Regions from separate parts of the Mus musculus genome. Here region 1 is linked to region 2. Evidence: chromatin contacts called from public Hi-C data. All regions are on one chromosome and are shown on one strand. The core of a region is the stretch at or near the end of the contact, and the rest is flanking DNA. Distances in the headings are between cores, read along the strand shown. Region 1 overlaps Gm33105 (a long non-coding RNA gene). Region 2 has its middle 32 kb from the start of Gm33059.

Region 1 (7,564 bases), core at 2,648-5,147, 150 kb before region 2:
ATTTGAGACAACAGTTAAGTATAGTCATATACCCCTTTTAGTGCTGATTCAACATTTATTTTAAAATGATAAATAAAAAGGAAAATGTCAAATATCAACAAGATATTTAGTAACAGTAAGAAGTACTAATTTTTTAAATGTGATCATAGCATAGTAATTAAACTTTTAATGTGTGTATATGTGTCCGTGTATGTTTACACATGTGTATGTGGGTGCATAAGTACACATTAACATGTATGTATTTGCCTTCTTCTGTTTTACTTGCATTTTATTTGTGCAAAAGAACTTCGGTGCACAGAGCAGCACAAAAGAACCTTCTTTTTGCCCTAGGAACAGGATGACAATATTTAGAGTCATGCTCAGGAAGGCCATTTATCTTCTTTGAAGTAGATTATCCTGGAGCTCTCCGTTAGGCTAGACTGGTTGGCCAGAGAGCCCCAGAGATCCTCCTGTCTCTGCCTCTCCAGAACGGAGATTATAAACATACACCACCCTCACCAGAAAGTTGACATGTGCTGTATCAAACTCAGATTCCCATGCTCATAAAACAAAACATTTTACTGACTGGCCTATCTCCCCAGACCCATGCCTATTTTTTAAAAGAGTTCTTTAGTAGTTCCATATTGAAATACATGCAGATGAAGTTTGCTTCAAAACCATCCAGGTGATCAGCAAGCCGAGACAACGTGTGTAGAGATGCAGATGACACGACTATATGAGAGTTGATCACTGATGCAGAAAGCCTGTCCTTGAAGACTCTATTTTTCCCTCTCAATTCTTTTTTTATTATTATTATTGTTAGGTATTTTCCTCGTTTACATTTCCAATGCTATCCCAAAAGTCCCCCATACCCACCCACCCCCAATCCCCTACCCACCCACTCCCCCTTTTTGGCCCTGGCGTTCCCCTGTACTGGGGCATATAAAGTTTGCAAGTCCAATGGGCCTCTCTTTGCAGTGATGGCCGACTAGGCCATCTTTTGATACATATGCAGCTAGAGTCAAGAGCTCCGGGGTACTGGTTAGTTCATAATGTTGATCCACCTATAGGGTTGCAGTTCCCTATAGCTCCTTGGGTAATTTCTCTAGCTCCTCCATTGGGGGCCCTGTGATCCATCCAATAGCTGACTGTGAGCATCCACTTCTGTGTTTGCTAGGCCCCGGCATAGTCTCACAAGAGACAGCTATATCTGGGTCCTTTCAGCAAAAAAGGGAGTTACAGAGACAAAATTTGGAGTTGTGACGAAAGGATGGACCATCTAGTGATTGCCATATGCAGGGATCCATCCCATGATCAGCTTCCAGACGCTGACAGCATTCCCTCTCAATTCTTGTAGATACTGAAATTTTTACCTAATTTGAAGTTCAGCAAACACTGTGGAACTGTTCTCTTGATGAACTCTGTGGTTCTGAGGATTGATCCGAGGTCAGCAGACGTGGCTGCCACACCCTCCCTCGGCGAGGCATCTTACTGCCCTGTGACTGCAACACCCTCCCTCGGCGAGGCATCTTACTGCCCTGAAATGATACTTTAGGAAAGGAACTTTTAAGTAATCTTTCATTTACTCCCCAGAAAAGAGAATATATATATATATATATATATATATATATATATATATATATATATATATTACCATCATCAAAGAAAAATTAACATGCCTATATTGATCATAAAGCCATTAAACTCTTCATTCCACATAGCCATGAACACACTCTTCTGCCCTCAAAACAGAGATGAACTTGGCTGTTTTCAGCTTTTTCTTACCGAGATAAAGCATGCTATTATAAATTCAAATATATGACTGGGTCAATGATGAAATAACATGAGATTTCTGAATACCCAAAACAAAACAAAAAAGGGAAAACTGTGAATTAATAAGTTGATGGTTGTTTATAATATAGTTCAAATTTTTAATGTTTCTTTCATTTAGCAAGACTGAAAGCTAAAAAAAAATTATTTCCATTAAAGTCAAAATAGAGTAAAATTGTATTAAATGCAACTACAAAATAAAGGATCTAATCTAATAAAAGAAAAAGGTAGGCAACACCACCTAATATCTCTGCAGTACCCAAAGTTCACACCTAAAGGAGCTTTCGATGCAACATACATAAAGCTAGTTGATGTGAATAAATAATTATTTTTTCTAGGATTTGGTAGCAAAAGAAAAATATTTTTATTCATTCATTCACTCATTCCATACTTATTATGTCTCAACCACAACTGAGTACAAAGGCAACAAGGCCCACATTCCTTTGGGGGAGATAGGAATCTCCGCAGTGGCTTTTAGGAAAACAGATCTTGAGATAAAAGAGGCACAAATTATTTACTGGAAAGTTTGGAAGGGGGGGGGGGGAAATCCAGTAGAAAAAAATCAGAAATATTTTGTAAAGAAAAAATAAGAACTAAACCTTATTCTGCTGAAGGAACATAGCAACAAAATGACTCCTAATGACATTTCTACCCACAGAATTGTCACGTAGCTGTCATCAGAGAAGCTCCCGGTCGGTGGGAATCAACGTGAGACCCACAACTTGACAATTACGGAGACTGGGGAACTTTGGGACACTGGGTAGTCTTTATTAAACCCCTTCCCTCGATGCTCGGGGATCTATGCGGGAGAGGAGGAAGAAAGTCTGTAAGAGCCAGAGGTGATGACTCACTGCAAGGAAAGTGTCTTCCAAGCACAGCAGGGCTGGTGCACATATGAACTCACAGAGACTGTGGCGGTAGCCACAAGACTCTCACAGGTTCTAACCAGGAAAAACGTTATGACTGAAAAGGGAAGTGGACACAAAATCCCATCCTTTACCAGGAAGTGATTTACAACTGATACTTGCTGAGAAAGGGGAAATCGGCTTTCTCCAGTGAAACGACACTGAGGATATCAGCCACACTCCAGGTATTCTTCATAAAGCCCAGGAGTAGTTAGGTAATACAAAATAGACTCTTAAAATTTTTTGTTTGTTTATTTTTCTGGTGTGCGTGTCTACACACCCGTGTGTGTGTGTGTGTGTGTGTGTGTGTGTGTGTGTGTGTGTGTGTGTGTGTGTGTGTTGCTGAGTTTCTTTTTTCTTTGATTTGATTTTCATTTTTGATAGATTTGTTTTCGTTTGAGAGGGAGGACATGAAGTTGTATAGCTAGGGAGTTGGGGAGGATCTGGGAGGAGTTGGAGGAGAAAGAATATGATCAAAACATAGTGCGTAAAATTTTTAATAAATGATAAAAAATACTTGGGCAATCCAGGAAGCTACCCTTTGTCTAGACCATCTGTGCCAAGCCTTCATAAACCCCAAACAACAGGGACCCTATTCTCTTTTGTACACCATTAGTCTTCCTCCCCTGAGATTCACACCACTAGTCTTAACACTGCTTCCCCCAACCCTGACTGTCCGTCAACCGACGCTGCTCATGCCCCTTTGGTCACTTCCAGCCTGAGTTCCCAGAGCGTCCTCCTCTTCCCTGACAATGCGGTCATATTGGTTGGTAGCAGGACTCTGTACAGACAGTCCCCCCAATATATGCACACTTCTATGATTATCTTCAATACCCCATTCACCCATGTGATTTCAGAGTCACTCCCTGGCCTTTGTCACCAGCAGCACTTAGGCAAGCTCATCTAACACATCTAAAGCCCTGTTTTCTTCCCAAAGCTCCCATTTCCTGAAGCACCCTTCCTGTGGGGTGGATGCCGCCCACTCGGGCTCTCCCGTTTCTTCCTTCCGTTAGTCCGGGTCATCTTTTCTCCTGTCCTGATTCACTTGAATTCCACAGCCTTTCAATAGAACCACCCTCTTACACACGTTCTCAACATCTTTGCCCTCTGTCTTTTCACATTCTCTAGGGGGAAAGCAACTCTGAAGGAACCCAGCATCTGCCTTCTCTGGGCTGGCGCTCACGCAGCCACCATATGGTGCCCACCCACGCCATCCTCCAGTGTGTTCTCCCTCACTCGCACAGTCCTAGCGACACTGGCCTTTCCACAGATCCTAGGAGCTCCAGCAGCTTTGAAGAGAGATCTGTTCTCTTTCTTCTTGGAATGCTTTCCCTCACAACTCTAGGCATGGCTGGCCCCACCTGGCCTTCACACCTCAGCCTAATAAATAATAATTAGCAGCTCCTGTTTACAGAGCACTTGCATTGCACTCAGTGATTTATATAAATCTGTCCAAACCCAGGGCTTTTAGAGTAGATGGCATTATCATCTTTATTTCGTCGCTAGAGAAATTAAGAATTAGAGGCCATGTAAATTATTCAAGCTCACATTGGATTTAGTACCACGCTAGTAAACAGAGAACCTGAATAATGTGTTTCTCTGTTTTGTCTCCATTCTTTCATTCTTCAGTCTCCACAGATGCACCCTTCCAAAGGCACCACAAAATAAGTTGTAACATTTTTTCCAGTTTTCAATTATACATATATTCATTGCTATGGCTCATTTGGCTTTTATTTTTTAATTTTTATTTGTGTGTGTGTGTGTGTGTGTGTGTGTGTGTGTGTGTGTGTGTGTGTTAGAAGACAACTCTGTGGTGTTGTTCTCTCCTACATTTACATAGGTTCAGGAATCAAATTCAGATTTCCAAGCTTCTGAGTCATGCCTTTACCTACTGAGCTCACTCACTGGATCCTTTCTTGTATGTTCCTTCACTGTTGCTCTCCTTTTCTTAGATGTAAGCTACACAGGCGTCCTCTGTCCAATTCACATTCTGTTGTGCCCCAAGGCTTAGCAATGTGTTCATCCAAGAACAAATATCAGCTCATACTTGTTAAATGGACAGGGAAAATTGAAGATGAGGCCAGAGCTGACAGAATGGGGCATTTTACCAGAAACTGTCTTCAACAAAGACACAGAAGAAGCTGCAGGTCATTAGCATGATTGTAGCATGAGGATTCTCACCCTGTGTGTGCACTGGGGACATAAACAGAGTAAACACCTGATAGATCGAATTGTGGCACAGACCTGTAATCCCAACACATGGGAGACAGCAAGTTCTAATCAGGTTTACAGGGCTTACTGAGACCCTGTGCCTAGACACCAATGGCCAGGAATACAGTCAATGGTAGAACATTTGCATGTCACAAGCAAAGCAAAGCCCTGGGCTCAGTCCCTAACACCACACACACACACACACACACACACACACACACACACACAAACACACACACGGAGGAATATTATGTAAAACAGAAATGTAGAGGGCTTGGGGTCACTTTGAGGGCTTCAGGGGAGGGTGGGCTAAGTCAATAGAGGGCTGTCCTCATACAGCCTTCATGCTGGGGCCTGTTGAAGCTCAATAGCCCTTCCCAAACAACTAAGACCGGTACTAATAGAGCATAAAATGCCACCATAGAAACATCCGAAGACAGGCAATTCACCCAGATAGGTAGGAGAGATGAGATAAGCAAGCTGCAGCAGAGAATTTTATTACATTTGATCAAAAGTCATTTCAAGCTACTTAGCACAGTCACCTACCTGTCATATTTAAGGTAACTCACAAAGATCAAAATGGATCAAAGCTAAAGTGAGGTTTTTAGTGTGCAGTAACATTGCAGCTCGGCTTTATGGGGTGAAATCTTTCAGGAAGTAATATATCACAGAGTCACTTTAACCACGGTGTCTAATCCAGCTGCAGCACTAAGTTTGAAACCAAATAAAGGCGAGCCTCTAAAGTGATGTCTTTGTTTACACGCCATCTCCAGTCACTCACTTTTTTCTGATGTTTTAAAAATTACTAGAGTTTTACAATGTGGCCAAGAAATCTTCAGTTTGGTGCCACATACACAGGACAGAATAAAAAATTCAGGAGTTTCGAACTTCACAGAATAAGGGAGCAGAATCGAACTGAGGCGTTAACAGGCATGAAAGACACAAAAGACACATCATAGTCAAGTAAGCCACAGTTCTCAGGTTTCCACGCAAATCCTATGCTGAGCACTGGTTCTGCCATAGAAACTGGAGCTCCTGTTGGCTACGAGGGGTGCCTTCAGTGTCGAAAACAAGGAGGTCCACAGGATTCTAATTTGCTTCAGGTTTCAGGAAGGATTTATGAAGAGAACAAGAAGACCCAAAGGTGAGGAAAACCTCACAGTACAGTCACTTACTTGTTCACCTGAACGGGATACTCAGAGCACAGGAGAGTGGACTGACTACTTCATGGGGAGTTGAGGGGACGTGTCTTGGCATTGCTGTGTGACTGGAGTCCATTCCTGGCTGTGGGGGACTGCACTGGTACTTGAACACAGTTCCACAAAGGCTTCTCATCCAGCAGGAACATAGGCTCCCGGCTTTGGGGCTGCAGTTAACTGATAGTGCCACAATAGGATTGCAATACTGCTGGATTAGTACATCTGTCTGCTTCATGGCGTCGGTGTGCTCTACCTTATAGGATTGACCATGGATTCCCATAAGTGCCTCTGAGGACAACACTCCTCTGTGACAGATTCTCATTTGCTCACTGTCATTCCTGTGGAAGGATCATCCCCCAAAGAAGCAAGCTAGCAAGATTTGTACAGGGATAAATTCTGGTAAGTTAAGTAAAATTAGGTATTGGCAAAATGTGGAGATGCCAGGAATCCTCTGACTTCTACTAGATAGCTTGACCTAACTCTCCAACTCTTTTCCGAAGCAAAATGTAAGTACTCCTTAAGGATGTATAGGCTTTTCCCCTGTGGGCATAGCCACTTATACTCCACGTAGACAATGGCTTCAAGAGGGAGAATTTTTTTATATTTTTATTTTTATTTTTTTGCTTGGAAGTACAATATGGAACTAGCCTCTGCTGGCTGGTCTTATGTCAACTTGACATACAAACTAGAGCTGTCTGAAAGGAAGGAACCTTAACTGAGAAAATACCTCCATAAAGTCCAGCTGTAAGTCATTTTCTTAATTAGTGATTGATGGAGGAGAGGCCAGTCCATTATGAATGGTGCCATTTCTTGGTTTCTATAAGGAAGCAGGTGGATCAAGCCATGGAGAGCAAGCATCCCTCCGTGGCCTCTGCATCATCTCCTGCTTCCAGTGTCCTGCCTCCAGGATCTTGTCCTACTTGAGTGCCTGCCCTGACTTTCTTTGGTGATGAACAGCAATGTGGAAGTGGCATCACAGCAAACCCTGCCCTTCCCAGCTTGCTTTTCACTCTTGGCGTTTCATTGCAGCAACAGAAACCGTAAGACAGCAGAATTTCACTTGTCCAGTTGCCTGTGATAAGTTCCTAAGTAGAACTTTGTGTTGACTTTTAATATCATAACTGGCATTAAACCTTTGGTCAATATTGCTGTTTGGATTTCCCAACAAGCCTGCATCTTCCCAGAAGCCACATTGGTAACTGATTCTAGCCCTGGGTCTTAGGTTCTGGTTCAGAACACGAACTCATACTTGTCTGTCAACATCTCCAACATGTTTTGTTCACCACTAGATTTGATATTTACAGAGGCCTTTTCTCTAAGGAACCTGTGTGGATGTGATCTTGGTTATGGTCCAATGCAAAGTAGGAGAAAATTTATTAGTTTGAAAAAAAAAGGAAACTAGAGAGGCATCAACAGAGACAGCAACAGAGATGTCTACAT
Region 2 (7,209 bases), core at 3,355-5,854:
CTCCACGGTAATAATGGGGCCCAGTTTCATGTTCAAATTATTAGAAATTCCAAACAGGTTAGCAAAGGCCACTTTAAGGTTTTACTTAGAAAAGCATAAAATTTCACTCCAAAGTATGATCTTTCTGAGAATAAAATTACTGAGACAACATTGGAGTTTTGGCAACTTGAAATAAATGGAACCCTATTATTATTATTTGAAACTGAATTGGATTTTGATGGGAAACACAATAGCACAGAAATGGCTTTAAAGAAGAAATGGCAGTATTAGTACATTTTCTTGAGAAAAATTGCAGACAGCTTATAAGACACTGAAAACAAAGAACAGCGGCTCAAGATTAGACTGACACAGGTCTCTCATGGCAGCTCAACCCAGCACTACACCTGACACAGGTGTCTTACACCAACTCCACCCAGCACTGCACCTGACACAGGTGTCTCACACCAACTCCACCCAGCACTGCACCTGACACAGGTGTCTCACACCAACTCTACCCAGCACTGCACCTGGCACAGGTGCCTCGCACCAGCTACACCCAGCACTACAGTTGGAAGATTGCATTCTCTCTTCAGACTTTCACTTAACTTGAAAATTAAGCAAGAACCTTCTGAGCATTCTGTCAGTAGAGTGTGCTAGCTTTTTCTCTCTTGCTAGGAACTTTACTTCCTTCTAATGTAAAAATCAATAAATTATAAATACATGAGTGAACTTCACCTTGATTCTTTAAGGATGAAGAACATTTTGTTCTCCATCATCTTTTCTATTTACAGTCTGAAAAATAGCCCTACTTGTCCATGCTTTTTGATCCTACCAGAATTAATGCCTCATTTTTTGAGTCAAATCAGACTTTGAAAGTTATCTAGCACAAACCTTCATTTTATAGATGAAGAAACTGAGATCCAACAGGATTAAATACCTCACCATGATCATGAAAGCAATCAGCAGTGGGTGGGGGACTGTCGACTCCAACCCCATTGTTACTCTACCAGATACAAGAATATGCCGATCAAATCCTACAAACTTTTGGCATTCATTGATTCTACTAATTGTTTGAAGAGAAAATTAAATTTCATAGGGAAGCTGGGAAAATACATAGATATGTGGAAATGGTGAGACCCTTCCAGTAAGAGTGTCTTATAAACCAGGTAAGATGACCTTTGCTTATAATCCCAGAACTCACAAACCTGAGACAAGATGACTACAGCAAGTTCAAGGTCTGCCTGAACTACAGAGTGAATTCAAGCCCAGTCCAGTCTATAGAGTGAATTCAATGCCAGCCTAGATTTGTGCTACGAAGTGAAACCTTATGAAGAAGAAGGAGGAGGAGGAACAAGTGGAGGAGGAGGAGAAAGAAGAGGAGGAGGAAGAGATGATGATGATGATGGTGATGGTGATGATGATGATTGATGATGATGGTGATGGTGGTGATGGTGGTGGTGGTGATGATGATGATGATGGAAAAAAGAGAAAGGAGAAGGAGAAGGAGGAGGAGACAGAGAGAGATGGAGAAGGAGAAGAAGAAAGGTAGAAAGGCAGACAGGCTTTGTGCTTCTCATGGTGTTGAAGTATTGTGATCCCCACTCAAAATTTCTTTACTTTAGCCTATAGATGAAATGTCTCAGCTGGCACAGGGTAACTTTAGATGGCTTTTGCCACTCTTTATATTTAAGGACTTTGTTTCAAGTAAGATGTGCATTCAGTGATCAGATTCCAATGTTTACTATTCTTTATATGTAATACAGCTGGGGTCGATAGCCAGAGCATGCAACTCATATGCAGAAAGCTTGAGCTGGAAAATGTGATCAGATACTCATTATATCATGGTAGACTTCTATGACTGACTTTGTATAAAGATGAGTGCAATGAAATAGGCTGAAGTTGCCATAGGAACACTGTCCTTGGTTTTTGATAGCAAGGCTACTCTGTGTGTGTGTGTGTGTGTGTGTGTGTGTGTGTGTGTGTGAGAGAGAGAGAGAGAGTGAGAGAGAGAACAGAGTTGAATTGTTAACCAGAATGTAAAAATCTTATACATAATAAAGCCAATTTGCTTACATGATAGTCATTTATAATTTATTTGGCTTAGTAGCTTTCGTATAAAATAATTAACTATTTAACTTGCCATCATGTTTTCCCTTCTTAGATTTTAGGAAAAATTTAGGTATTCTTTTGAATAGCTCAAATTCTCTTTAATAGTTGGTCACCAATTTCGAACTGCTAGGATTTTGTCCCATCAGATGCATCTCCACAGCAAATCAAATCATTTAAAATAACTCTGTCAGGTCACACAGAGGTTTTTTTCAGAGTGGTGATACTAATTTTAAAATTTACATAAACGTAGGCCGATCTTACAACAGTCCCTCCCCATAGTCTCTGTCTGCCTTCTTGATCTGTTGAGAGCATACACTGGCCTCTATTTCAAAGAGTATCATGGTTGCAAAATAGTAATAGCTGCTCATCCGCCACCACCATAGCCCTTCCCTGACACTTCTGATGGAGTCTTCTGAGTACCTTGCACTGCACTGAAAGCATCAGTCACCATTAATGGGGATTGCATGAAACTGTGAAGAAAATCATTAAAGTACAGATAGGTAAGAGCCTGTCTGCATTGGTCCTCTCTCTCTCTCTCTCTCTCTCTCTCTCTCTCTCTCTCTCTCTCTCTCTCTCTCAGGATAGTACATCATCATTGTAAGCACTGAATAAAGGGGAGCGAGTGGGAAGAATTAATTATGGGTGTTGATTAGGCAGCTGGGTAATTGGGACTGACAATAATGTTTGGATAGCACAATATGTAAGTGACCTTGGCTGATGCAAGAGCAGTAAAAATTGCTGGCTTGCTCCTTCTCTGAAGTTATGAATTTTCACTAAAGTAGCTAATATTCTCCCAATTGTGTGATCCATCTATAAATGTATTTGAAGGAATTCTTTATCCAGGGACCTTATGAACATCCAAATTGTTGTTACATCTGAAGGGGAATTGACAGGGCAGCTAAGGAAAGTGGCAATTCAAAGCTTTTGTCTGTTATGTAGCCAAACTCTGACAAGAGGGCTTCCCAAGGACAAGTGTAAAGAAGAGAGCCCTCTGTAACAATGAGAGAAATAGAACTTTTTAGGCAATGTTCAGACTTTCAGGGACACCACTTACTAGTTCACAGCAACCTTCGTTTTCATTTTTCTATGTTATGACTCAGGAATGCAGTGTTACAAACAGTGCTGGGAATGCAGCTTCTTGAAAGTGCTTAGTGTGTCTGCAGCCCTGGGTTCACTCCCAGCACTGACAACAACAGCACCAAAGGAAATGATTTAAAGCAGAACCTTGCCTTATTCATTTGACTAACTCTTGCTCAAAGTGGGTTCTAAACGATGCAAAGTGCTAAGTGGCCTCTGTGTGGCTTCATGATGCACTTTTGATACATTAAACTGTAAGAACTCTTGTGGTATAAACAATTTCCCTAACACAGCTGCTCCTTCTGCCAAATTCACTTGGCTATGAGATCCATTTGTCAGAATACAACTACCAGCGTTGTCAGGTGCTTTATAAAGCTGTGTTCTAGGCAGGAAGCAATAGAGCACTGTCACAGAAATGTTAGTCATCTGGTCAGTGATGTTTCCTGGTCAGGGCCTCCTGCTACTTTGTCCCTGTGATGAGGTCACACAAGTCTCATAAAATGAATGGTCAGAAGGTGAGAAGCTTCACCCTTTCCTTGAGCCCCAACCTGTATCCCGTGGATATTAATCCTAATCCCCGGAGTACAGTGATATGAAGTTCTTGTCTACTTGATAGTTGTTGTTTTTTTAAGTCTGAAGGTAGTGACTGTGCATTTGTTGAGTGAGCATTACTCCTGTTAAGTGGATCTCTTACTTGTCACTATCTTAAGATGTGACTGTCCAGTCCTTGACATCAGAAGTACCCTCAGTCATACTCTATAGATCTGCAGGTATGACAGTATTTGACATATAATCTGAGCATCAAAGATGACAGTGGAATCACTATGCTCCCTCGATCTTGATGTCTTATTCATAGATTCCAACCATTATGTTTCCACAAAACAGGTCAAGGTGGAAACTAGTGTAGGGAATGGTTTATAAAGAAATGAAACCAACATCCATGGAGTGGGAGAGAGGAAGCAGGAGAGAGCAAAGAGATGAGTTGCTTTGTAATGCTGTAATGGTATACGTTGACCCTTCACGTTAACTCAGTTGATGTTGATCAAGTTGAATGAAAAGTTGGGCTTCTATATCGCCCTCCCCAATCATCAGTCAGCCATTACATTAAGGCTACCTCAGAAGGAGAACTATTATGCTGAGAAACATAAGCCTTGAAAGGAACTTCCAACTGAGCAGTGGCAGTTAGCCATGTTCCTGACAGTTTACAAACTAAGTCCTTTATCTCCGAACAGCAATGAGACCCACACAACAGTTTCGGGGCTTTAAAGACTTTTGATTTTTATTTTAGAATGTTGCAATTGAAAGTAAGAAGTCTCATGGTTGAGTCTGAGGACTTAATAATGCCAACCCCCAACTCGGATTAAAAGGATAGAACAAGGAGTGAAGGAGAGGAAACAGGAAGCTGCTGCTGAAGCCCATGGGAGCGATGATCATAATTCAGACCAGGATGATGGCTGTGAGCCCAGAGAAAAGAGCGCCAGTGTGATACATTTGATAGGCGGGAGGGCTGAGCTTTGGAAATGGATTGAAGTTGATTATGAAAGGAAGGCATGATTCAGGGAAACTCATAGAAGAACAACCAAGGAAGGAAGAGTATATTTACAAGGCAGGGTAAGAGACACTAGATGAGGGGCCACGGGGTGAGAGTGGGGAGGGAACATGCTAAGTTTGACAAGTATGAGACATCCAAGTAAAAAATATAAAGCAAGCAGCTGTAAATATAGATCTGAGGCTTAAAAAAGAAATCTGAGCTGGCAGTATAAATTTGGGAGTCCATGGTTTTATACTGAGCCAATGGAAATAGACAGATATTTCAAAGTCTACAGAGCAAGAGAAGGAAAAATAAGAAGAAGACACAGGAGCCAAGCCCTGCCAGGACCCCAGAGCTAATGAGCTAGTTAGTGGAGGATAAAATACCAGGATACTGAGAAGGAAAAAATAAAAGGGAGGCCAGAAAGTGCAGGACCATGTATTACGGTTTTGAATGAGGACAGCCCCCCCCCCCCAAGACTAGTGTTAAAGCCTTGGTCCTCAGCTGGCAGTCCTATTCAGAGGTGATTGGATCGTGAAGGCGATAACTTCATCAGTGAATTGATCCATTGATGAGTTTACAACTGAATGGTCTACTAGAAGGCAGAGGATGATTAGAAGAAGGCTACTAGGGGTCTACCCCAGCCCCTCCCCCCCCCTCTTCCTACTCCTCCGTCCCTCCTTCCTGTCTGCACAAGGTGAACAGCTTCCCTTTGCTGTGCCCTTCTTTACTGTGTCCTTCTGTTATGGTGTTTCTTCTTTGCCACATGCCTAAAATCAATGGAGCCACATAACCATGGATAGAAACCTCTGAGACTAGAGGGAAGTTCTCTTCCTTTAAGTTGATTCTTCTCTTTCCTGAAGATATCTAGGTGATGGATATAGATGCAGTACCTGCATCCAAAGTGCTGAGGGCAAAGATGGAAGAGGTGGCCACCACTGACAGACAAAAGGTATGGAGAAGGAGCAGAAAGTATTTGGGATTTGTCTTTGGAGGACAAATGCTTAGTACTGAGTTTTCTTGCTGGCTCTGGGGAAGCCATGATTCATTTCCTCTCCTGGGGCTGCCCACTGGAAATGAAAGCAAAGAAACAGTGTTGTTTAAAGCAACAGAATTGATTCTCTTCTAGTGTGAGAGGCCAGAAATCAAAGCATTAGCAAGGCTTATCCCTCTGGAGGCTTGCAGGGAAATCCATCCCTTCCGTCTTCCAGCTTCTAGAGGCTGCTGGCCTTCCTTGGCTGCATCTGTACAGACACTAAAATCTCTGCCTCTGTAGCCATATTGCTTCCTCCTCTTCCATAGACAAAATCATCTTCTATGCTTTATATGGAACAGAACTTACAGACCAGTTGTCTTTGATGTCTCCTTAGGTAGAGATTCAAATTCACTGTCTGAGATCTGCTCTCTTGTAGAAAACAGCTGAGTCAATTTCTGCTACATATAACAAATACCTACTTACTTTTCCCCAGTTTCCAATAAAAGTGTTTGGGTATTCAACGTTTATTTTTCTACCACTATTTTGCTCAAAGAAATCTAGAAACTTTTTCGGTAGTGGTACACTTTAAAACTCTTCCAACGACTTAATCTAGTTTCGGTAAGTGTTAAACTATGGCAACAACTTCCTCATGTGAAAATCTGATCCTCTTCTTATGGCTGGTCACAAAGGTATTCTCTGGGGCTCTAAAAATGTTTCCCCAGAAGAGAAAAGGAATGTTTAGCTTCTTGTGAGTGCCATTCGGCTCTGACTTTAGGGTTCTAAACACTAAAACTATATAGAAGGTCTGACTCAGAGAGTGCCAGTCCAGTCTGGATCAGTTTCTGCATCATTTTGCTGCAGAGGTTTGGCCCATTTAAAAGTTAAGCCAATTCCCAGAGCCATCTAAAGAGGGCAAAAAGCTCTGAGAAAGAGGATCAGGAGGATCACCAGAGCCCACAACTTCCCAGATGCTGAGAGTGACTTAAGAGGGGTCTCCTAAGCTGCAAACAGATCCAGTGGGGAGTGTGACAAAGGTTCCCTGGGATCACTTCTGGGATGGATGCTTGAAACTTAGAAAGCTCCATTCTGGGGAATGGTGAAGAACAGAGAATAATTAGAAATGGCTGGAGAGTTCGTTGGGTCAAGAAGGTACAGAAAAGTCTGAGAGCCTGTGTGGAAAGAAAAGATCTGGCTAAGAAAATGAAGCAAGTGGAGTAGATGAGGCAGGGCTTGTTGGTTTGTTAGCTGGGAGGTGAGGACTTCTGCTTTCTACATAAGATAGGAGGGTGAGTGTACAATGGATAAAAAGAGGAACATTTGATGAAACAAGTCAGGGGTGGACATAGGACAGAGATGGGAGTGTTGAAAGAAATGAAGAAGACATTAACATTACCGAAGAAGGCAGAAATGTGCCTTACTCACAGAACGTCCCAAATGGCCTTGCAATTTTGAGAGACTGGTCAAAGAGTCCTGTGAGCTATGTCACACTGCACACATTCAATTTCAGGCGCACAATCTCAAGTCTCAAAAAGTGTCA

What was found. A called contact is a pair of places that touch in the nucleus more often than the background predicts.
Region 1: a contact with region 2 is called in a Hi-C map of cerebral cortex, with 1.7 times the contacts expected there. The contact joins two enhancer-like sites. A contact is called at or near these places in 4 of 484 Hi-C or Micro-C datasets (cerebral cortex, cortical neurons and nephron progenitors) and 1 of 9 other capture datasets (embryonic stem cells).

The regions. Positions count from the first base shown.
Region 1 is chr4:33,890,399-33,897,962 of GRCm38.p6, reverse strand. Gm33105 (a long non-coding RNA gene) reads left to right here. Exons shown (of 5, transcript XR_390460.2): 4 at 2,468-2,899; 5 at 3,843-4,435. Among named protein-coding and RNA genes, the nearest start is that of Gm33105, 10 kb to the left of the region's middle. Within about 2 kb of position 3,897, at least 19 of the 459 cell types and tissues checked have an H3K27ac peak or open chromatin away from gene starts, as enhancers often do. A contact at or near this core is called in cerebral cortex, where this site is marked.
Region 2 is chr4:33,745,111-33,752,319 of GRCm38.p6, reverse strand. No RefSeq gene overlaps it. Among named protein-coding and RNA genes, the nearest start is that of Gm33059, 32 kb to the left of the region's middle. Within about 2 kb of position 4,604, at least 17 of the 459 cell types and tissues checked have an H3K27ac peak or open chromatin away from gene starts, as enhancers often do. A contact at or near this core is called in cerebral cortex, where this site is marked.